Linked DNA regions of Sus scrofa: region 1 is linked to region 2. A link is a contact called in public HiChIP or PLAC-seq data. All regions are on one chromosome and are shown on one strand. The core of a region is the stretch at or near the end of the contact, and the rest is flanking DNA. Distances in the headings are between cores, read along the strand shown.

What was found. HiChIP or PLAC-seq counts read pairs in DNA pulled down with a chosen protein or histone mark.
Region 1: a contact with region 2 is called in an H3K27ac HiChIP or PLAC-seq map of alveolar macrophages. The contact joins the promoter of TMEM2 here to the enhancer-like site in region 2. A contact is called at or near these places in 14 of 47 Hi-C or Micro-C datasets (alveolar macrophages, blood, fetal skeletal muscle and 7 more) and 2 of 2 datasets of contacts at active chromatin or transcription factors (alveolar macrophages and skeletal muscle).

The regions. Positions count from the first base shown.
Region 1 is chr1:225,039,407-225,043,724 of Sscrofa11.1, forward strand. It overlaps TMEM2 (transmembrane protein 2), which reads right to left and starts at 2,972. Exons shown (of 24, transcript XM_021064792.1): 1 at 2,822-2,972.
Region 2 is chr1:224,919,268-224,923,729 of Sscrofa11.1, forward strand. No RefSeq gene overlaps it. Among named protein-coding and RNA genes, the nearest start is that of TMEM2, 120 kb to the right of the region's middle. Within about 2 kb of position 3,039, at least 25 of the 83 cell types and tissues checked have an H3K27ac peak or open chromatin away from gene starts, as enhancers often do. A contact at or near this core is called in alveolar macrophages, liver, mesenteric adipose tissue and 3 more, where this site is marked.

The DNA of each region.
Region 1 (4,318 bases), core at 1,722-4,221, 120 kb after region 2:
ACAGTGTCCACTCCCCTACTTTCGCACTCATCCACAGACTATTAAGTGAAACAGGTGTTGACTCAATTCACTTCTAACCTTACTTTTCTGGGCCTGTAAACATATCCAGGTAAAACAGCATCAAGTGGACTGCACTGAAAACCCCAAGACAAGACTTCCACACACACTGATCCTATAGTGTAGGTATAACAGAAAGCTGGAGAAGTGATTTTAATGTAAAGGATAAATCACCAGAAGGTGCTGCCAATGTTGACTGAGCAGAGGAAGTGCACTATCTTCTGCTTTGCCCTGCAGTGCAAACTCAAAAGAGCCCTCTGAATAGCTAATCAAAGGCACAACCAAAGTATGATGCCCAAGTCAATTTTGAAAATAGCAAGTTTTCTTCAAGGGTCAAACATTAAGAGCTCCATTCTAGCCAACCAAAAAGCCATAAGGCTAAATATTTTAGATGCATTTGTTTTGTAAATGGAGTCATTTCCAATAGGTAAGCCTGGCTACTTCGAGGATTCAGGCCTCCTGAGCTCAGGTGAAACCTCCCTCCATCCCCCTTCCTCTAAGTGTTTCTCACTTTGTACAGAAAGGAGCTCAGGAAGATAGCATCTGCTTACCCTCGACACATCCAGTTATGCAACATTGCACCACGTTGTCAATACCGAAAGAAGGGGAGTGAATATAAGCCAGTGAGTAGCTCGTGTGCGGAATGAAAGTTCTTAAAATTATTAAGCGCTCTATCCTTAACCCCTACTGCTGATGAAAGGAGACATATATCAAAGTCTGTTTTCCTAACCTAATGAGGAGAATTTAAGTGAGCAGTTTCCGCTCCACAGGAAACCTGGTGACACAAATCAATCCTCTGCAGAGAGCATCCAGGGACATCAGAAGCTTGGTTTTATTACAAGGGGGTGTAACAACCAGCATTAACTGCAGCACTTAAGGGTCCTCACAGAGCGGGACCCCCTTTCTTTGCCAAGACCTCTCAACTCTGCAGAGGAAAGCTGGAAGTGGGGGATACAGTGCTAAGTCCTTCCCCAGCTTCAAAGAAAGGTGCATGGGATTTTAACGAGTCGCCTTACCTTAACTAACAGAAATTGGAGGGGGGAGGGACAGCAGGGGGAGCACCAACCCAGGGGAATAGAGACAAAGATCACCCCAAAGGCATAGGCGCGCGCGCACTGAGGCCAAAACTATGCAATGCACATTCCACCAACTTTTCACTGTAGTTGGCTTCCTGTGGGGTTTATTCCCCCAAGCTAACCCTCTCCAGAAAGTTTAAGGCTGTTCACACCGACTTTCAAAGGTCCATTGTTTCCATCCCCGTAAAAGTAATGAAAAGAGAGAGGGAGAGAAAGAAATCAAGACTTGGTTCCCAGAGACCCTTTCTTATGGAGAGGACTTACTCCGGAGGAGTTTTGTTACTCCTAATCCAAAGAGGGGAAGGCGACCCGCGGGGGGAGCGCAGGAGGGTGCTGTGTGGGGCAGGAGGAAGTTTGCCGTTTCTGTAGGAATGCCCAAATGCCTGACTGCCAGGAGCCGGAAAGCCGGGAAGGTGCGGAGGACCACGGTGCGCGTCCTCGCAGTGGCCCCCAGCGGCTGCCAGGGAAGCGGGGGGCGGGGAGTGGGGTTAGCCAGTGACCCCATTGCTTCTTACCTTCCCCTCCCCCGCTTAGCGTCGGCTAATTCAGGTGCCTACACAGCAGTCCAAAGCGACGGAGCTGAGCTCCTGGCGTCCCCAAGTCCGGATCTTCTCTCCATGGCCAGAGAGCCCTTCCAGCACCGTCGCCCGCCGCCGCCGCCGCGGATGCCGCTGCTGCTTTTACGCAACTGGCAGCCGCAGTCTCTGCCTGGAGGTGAAACCCTCTCCTCCCGGGAATGACGCGCACTTCCCTCTGCCTCCGCCTCCTCCTCCTTCAGCCCGGAGCCGCGGGGGTAAGGGCCTCGGCTCGGGCTCTTCCCCGAGCAGCTGCTGTTTCTCCTTTCCGTCCCCTCGGGAAGGAAGAGGAGGAGAATCGTGGCCCGAGCAGCAGGGCCAGAGCGTCCCCGCGACAATGGGGAAGGGGCGGCAGCACGGGTCAGAACTGGGTCCCCGGGAGTCGCGCTTGTCTCTGGTCGGCGGGCGCCGCGGCTCGCTAGGGTCGCGCTCAGCCTCCGCCAGCCAGACAAGCGGCCCGGCTCGGCAGGGCCGAAGGCTGGGGATTGGCCGGGCGGGCGGGGGAGACGAAGAAGGCGGAGGGAGAGGAGGAGACTGCGGCCGGAGGAGGCGGTGGCCGCGCAAGGCTCCTCCCGCTGCTAGAGCTCTGCGCCAGAAGCAGACACTAGGGCTCAGCGCCTCTCGCTGTGGCGCCCAGGAACAGCACCAGACCGCACAGCTGCCAAAGCAAGCCCCCCAACGAACGAGCCTCGCAGTGACTGCAGCTGCTAGAGGTATCCCGCAGCGCGTACCCGGCCTGACGGAACGTGAGCCTGCGCTTCCATTACCTCCGGAGTTCAGGCGGATCCTTCGCACCCATCACCTCCCAGCTGAGCCCTGAACCTCAGCTTCTCAGCTGAGCTTGACTGTACACCTCCATCACCTCCCGGCTGAGCGTGACACTGCACCCCAACACTCACAGCTGACCCTGACATTTCGCCGCCCATCATTCTAAGGCTGAGGTAGGCATTACAACCCCATCACCTCCCGGCTGAGCCCACATCTGAAGGCTGAACTGGACATGCCCCTTCATCGCTCCTGGCTGAGCCAAGCTCCCCACCAGCATCCCCAAAGGGACTTCCACAACTCGTGAAAAATTTCTGAGTTCGGCCACTGCATCACGGCTGCCCCCACCTGGCCAGTCACAGGCGCTAGTTTCTTGGCCTCTTCTGCACTTAGCTTGCTCTCGGACTCGGGACCGCAACGTAGAGCGGTCCCGGCATCCCACTCTCACACCAGAATAAATATGCCTACGTCTCCCCACGCCCCCTACCGCGCCACTCTGGAGTGGCTGCCACTTGAAGGAGTGGCGCTGAAAGCCACTCCCTGGCCCGCCCCAACACCGAGGGACCTAAGGATGCCTGAGCCGCCGGGGCTACAATCTTGGAATTAAACAGCCCGGGCCGCCGTCACAACTGGAGTTGCACTCACCCAGGCAAGTCTTGATTCCCGCTGAGGGCGCGGCCGGGACTTGATCAGTCAGACCCATGAGGTTCCAGGCTAGTGACAGCAGCAGGACTGCCAAATCCAGGCTGTCGTCATCTACCACTTAATTCGGAATTGAAAGTTTTCCCGCTAGGGAACTCTTTCAGTGAATACTGTGCAGATTCTCCATCCTTTTAATAAAAACTCAGTCATGTAACCATGGTACACCCAGCAGGCGGGAAGGGGAATTCCCTATTTCGAGGGTTTGGGTTCTGGATTTTATTCTAATATATGTTTCTAAATCTCTGCTGATAAAATTCCCCTGGAGCACTTCGAAAATTTTGGATTCACACACCTCCACCACGTACTGGATTAAGAGGTGCGGGGAATATGAAAGTTTGAGAAATAATGCTAGAGTGCATCTTGGAATTAAATAAAACCTTGAGGGGAAAATGCCTCTAAAATAGCAATTCGGTCTAGTGCTGAGACCTTAATGAAACCACCCAACTCTGGGAGTCACTGTCCCTTCTGGGAGAGGAAGGAAGTTTCTTAAAATAAACCCGATGGTTTTGAATTATAAACTGGGGAGAACAAAGGACTACTTAGTAGTCTTAAGGCGAAATGTCCAGGATCATGCCTTGTAAAGATAGGGCAGGAACTGTGCCATCCTATGTGGTAGGCTAAAAATTAGCCCCCCAAAGATGCCATAGCCTAAGCACTAGAACCTAGAAATGTCCCCTTATACAGAAAAAGGATCTTTGCAGATTAAAGATTTGAGTTGAGATTACCCCGGGTCCTCAGAGTGGCCCTAGCTGTAGTCTCGTGTATCCTAATAAGGAAGGCAGGGAGGAAAAGGCAATGTGACCATGAAGGCAGGGATTGGAGTGATGTAGTCCCAAATCAAGGAATGCCAGAAGCCACCAGAAGCTGGAAGAGGCAAAGAAGGATTTTTGCCCTAGAGCTTCCACAGGGAGAGAGTCCTGCTTACACCTTGATTTCAGACTTCTGGCTTCCAGGAGCCTGAGAGAGTAAATTTATGTTGTCTTAAGTCACCAAGTTTGGGGTAATGTGTTACAGCAGCCACAGGAAACAAATATATCCTGTGGTTTGTGCGGTGCCAACTTTATGTTAAAATGCCCATTTTCTGAATCTTTATTATGTGTCAGGCACTTTGCTTAGAGTTGAGACATTTCATATAACCCTTCC
Region 2 (4,462 bases), core at 1,789-4,288:
CCTAGTGGTAATAAATCCAACTAGGAACCATGAGGTTGCGGGTTCGATCCCTGGCCTCGCTCAGTGGGTTAAGGATCTAGCATTGCCGTGAGCTGTGGTGTAGGTCACAGATGCGGCTCGGATCCCTTGTTGCTGTGGTTGTGGTGTAGGCCAGCAGCTACAGCTCCTTTTCAACCCCTAGCCTGGGAACCTCCATATTGCACTGGGTGCAGCCCTAAAAAGCAAAAAAAAAGGGGGGGGAGTGCTGTAGATAGGAAGAGAGGATGTGTATGTGACAGTCTGTCGGGTGGTGGAAACTTCAAAGAAAGCCACCTTTTCTCTTGCCCATTCTCCCCAAAAGCAACAAGCCCCAGAGGCAGTGACTGTCATTCCATGTGGTATAAATTCCAACTGATTTGATAGAAATGGAAGCATTCACTCCAAAGTAACAATGATTATAACCTTAGATTTTATTTTTACCATACATCAAAACTGAAACTGACATTCAGATTTAAATGGGACACCAAAAAAAGGTGACTTGTTTAAGAGACCCACCTGCAATAGCCTGGGAGTACCTGAACCCAGTGATTTGGCTTGTGCTGAGGCTCTAACTTCCTTGTAACAGAAAAGAAGGGGCGATTCTGTGCCTTGTAAAAGTGGAAGTTCTACAATGAGTGACTCTTCAGCAAATGAGTTTCCTTACAGCACTAACTGGGGCTGCTAAGTGTCAGTATTTTTCCTCTGGGTTATATTATTTGATCTAAAGTCCTTTTTCCACTCTGAATTAACTTGCCAAAGTGGGAGCTCATATTTTGAAACAGTGTGATTAATAAATCTTCAAAAATATCCCAGGAACAACACTGTAGTCATTTACTTAACTCGCATTTAAAGTAATTAACAGTTTTAGAAATTTTCCTAGCCTCTTTAATTATGGAGTGAGACTCACGATTTCATCACTCCTACATGATGAACAAGCTAGCACACATGAGAAGGTAAGGGGAAGGTCTCTTTGGACAGGTGCTGAACGCCTTACTTGCTAAACATCCCCAGCCAGTCTGAACATCTGGTAGAGATTTTGTAATGATGAACATCTGGAATTTCATTTGCTACATGTAGGAGGAACTCCTTCCATCGTGGGAAAAAAAAAAAAAATCTATCATGAAAAAAAAAAAAAAAAACTCTTCTTTATTCAAAGTAATTTACAATCTCTTAAAATCCACTCATACCCCCCAGGCAGTCCCTTAGAAAAAAGAATCTCCACAATGCCTGCTATTGAAAAACCCCTGAAATTTCTTGGCTTTACAAAACGGCAACTTAATGCAATTCTTGCAATGTTATTCCAGTTTCTTCTCCCTCATTTCAATCCATCAATGAGCTCTGGCTTTATTATTAGAGTGACCCTTTATGACACTTCAGCTTAGTCAATGCTGTCATCAATTCTGTAACTATGTATGGAATTCAAACTATGTATGAAGACAAGTTAAGAGGTGGAGGAAGAAAGGCAGCAGGGAGTATATTTGTGTTTACTGTATACAATGTTCTTTTCCTGTGGAAACTGCTCTTTTCATAGTTCAGTAGATTATTTGCTCCACTGCAAATGACTGCTACCAATAAACACTTTTACTTTCATTTACGAGACCCAAGGACCATTTCCAAAGATAAAGACGGCTAAGATTTCAGCACAATGGAAAACATATTCCAAGACTTTTTTTTTTTTTAATTTTTTTTTTGCTTTTTAGAGCCACACCTGCAGCACATGGAAGTTCCCAGGTTAGGGGTCAAATCGGAGCTGTAGCTGCCAGCGAACACCACAGCCGCAGCAACACCAGATCTGAGCCGCATCTGTGACTTACACCACAGCTCACGGCAATGCTGGATCCTTAACCCACTGATCAAGGCCAGGGATCAAACTCACATTTTCATGGATCCTATCAGGTTCATTAGCCGCTGAGCCATGAAGGAAACTCCCCCAAGACATTTCTTGAATGGAGTCAGGATATTTAAAGAAAACCTAACAGACAAACCTATCTTATCATAGATAAGATAGCTCTTGCTCTTTTATTTTTTGCCATCTTCAAATATAGGGCCAATCCACCTCCAGAAATCAAGAAGAAGCCCTAGATAACATCAGCTCTTCTTCAGTTTCAAGAGTGGCAAGCTGCCCCACAGCATGGAAGGCTAGAAGCTGATTTTAGATCCTAAGTGTGTCTTTCCCAATCCTTTCTAAACTTGGCCTATGGGCAGTTTCATTTGCAACATAAGCCAAAAAAGTACTTCTCGGAATGATTTCCTCCTCCATTGAAACAGATCCTGAAAGGAAACGTTGACTCTACTCTTCCCTCAGTTACTCACTGTCAGCATTTCCTACCATCACTAACACTCATCTCATTAAATGGAAACTGTCCTTAAACAGTTATGACTGTTACAAAAATTTTATCTTCCTTTCTTTCACCTATTTTCCTTATAACAAATTTTCTCTTTGGAGCTAAAATACCAGATTCAATCTGCTAAAGCTTCTATTGTTTTTCTAATAATTGAAACATGAATTAATTGCCTGTGAAAAACTTGTTCAGTCAAGAAAAACATATCCCTATAATTGGAACTTTTTGAAATGCAAAGTCACATATGGGAAATATACAATATGGGAACAGCTTATGCGAGTTTCTCTATGTTGGTCCCAGATGAGCTTCCTTGTCTTTAGCTTTACGACAAAATGAAACCTAAAGTTGGCTGGGTGAAGGAGAACTTGTGGTGATTGGCTCTGTATACATATTAGATTGGGAACATATGTTTTTTAAAGAAAAGAACCTTGACACATTGAAAACTTTTGACACAACAAAGGAAGGAAACTGATCTGAGTGCCTTGTCTCTAACGAGCTATTTGCTGTGATCAGTCTCTCATCCAACACTGATCTCTGGTGTCCCTGTTTGTATTGGAGCCATTTCCTGCATGATAGTACGTTCCTGTTTGACACGCTATGCCTGGGAAAAGGCAGTATCACTTACCCCCACCCAGGCAGGCACAAGCTATAAGACGTCATCAACCCTCTCTGTTTCCGTTACTGGGTGTGGGTTATTCTGCAGGGTTTGCATCTTTTTCTATTTACTTCCTGCTCAGTTTAGGGAAAACTACAGAAGTGTCCAAAACTTGGTTTCAAGATGAATCAGCAAAGCTCAGAAAAAGGCAAGAAGGAGGAGGAAATTTATTTCAAGGTCTGAGATTTTATAATTAGAATTTTGAAGCCTATAGAATTCATCTATTCCTTGCTACTTGAAATGTGATCTGTGAACCAGCAACACCAGAATCACAGGGTTGTTTATTACAAATGCAAAACATCAGACCCCACCTAAGACCTACTAAACCAGAGTCCTTTTAACAAGACACTCAAGTAATCACCTGCATGCTAAAGTTTGAGACACGTTGCTCAAGTTCAACACTTTTTTTTTTGTTTTGTTTGTTTGTTTTTTTGTCTTTTCTAGGGCCGCTCCCACGGCATATGGAGGTTCCCAGGCTAGGGATCGAATTGGAGCTGTAGCCGCTGGCCTATGCCACAGCCACAGCAACATGGTTCCGAGCTGCGTCTGCAACCCACACCACAGCTCACGGCAATGCCAGATCGAACCCAGGGATCGAATCTGCAATCTCATGGTTCCTAGTCGGGTTCGTTAACCGCTGAGCCACGATGGGAACTCCTCAAGTTCAACCCTTTTATTTACAGATAAAGAAACTGAATATCAAGTGTAGCTTGTGCCAAACCACACAGCTATACATCAGACAGACTAGGACTAGAACCTTAATACAAATGGTCCATCTAGTCTACTTTTATGGTGCATGAAAGGAAGACATACACATCTCAAATGTCTCAGGGACAATACTCCTTTAACATCATCATCTCTCAATCCACAGGCCAAAGCAATTTCTCCTTACCCATCAGAGCTCCTCACTTCTCTCTTCATTCATCTCAGATTCCACTATAATCCTTCTTCCATAAATTCCTAAGCTTCTCTAGGACCCTTTTTGCAAAGTACACACCTTGAGTGAATTCAGTCACCCACTTTCTCCACTCCTGCACCCAGACAGCACAGCAAACCTGGAGAAAGATCACTCAACTGAATAGATTGCTTATCACTTTACATTCATAATTAGCAACATCAACTGAGCCCTCAAACAGTGCCTATTAACCTTAAAATTTTTCTCTACTACTAGCTTTTCCATTTTATGCTTTCCTAATTTCCTTAAACTTCCCACACCCATTCTCAGGCAATGACTTGTCTACAACTTCACAGAGATAATAAAAGGAGTTAGCTATCAAATCCCTCAACTTCCCATCACTGATTCTAAATATATACAGCATCCTGCATCCACCTGCGCTCACCTTCTCCCTCTCATCCTCCTTTTTTTGGCCACACCCACAGAATGAAGACATTTCCAGGCCAGGGATGGAACCCCTGTCACAGCAGCAATCCAATCTGCCGCAGTGAC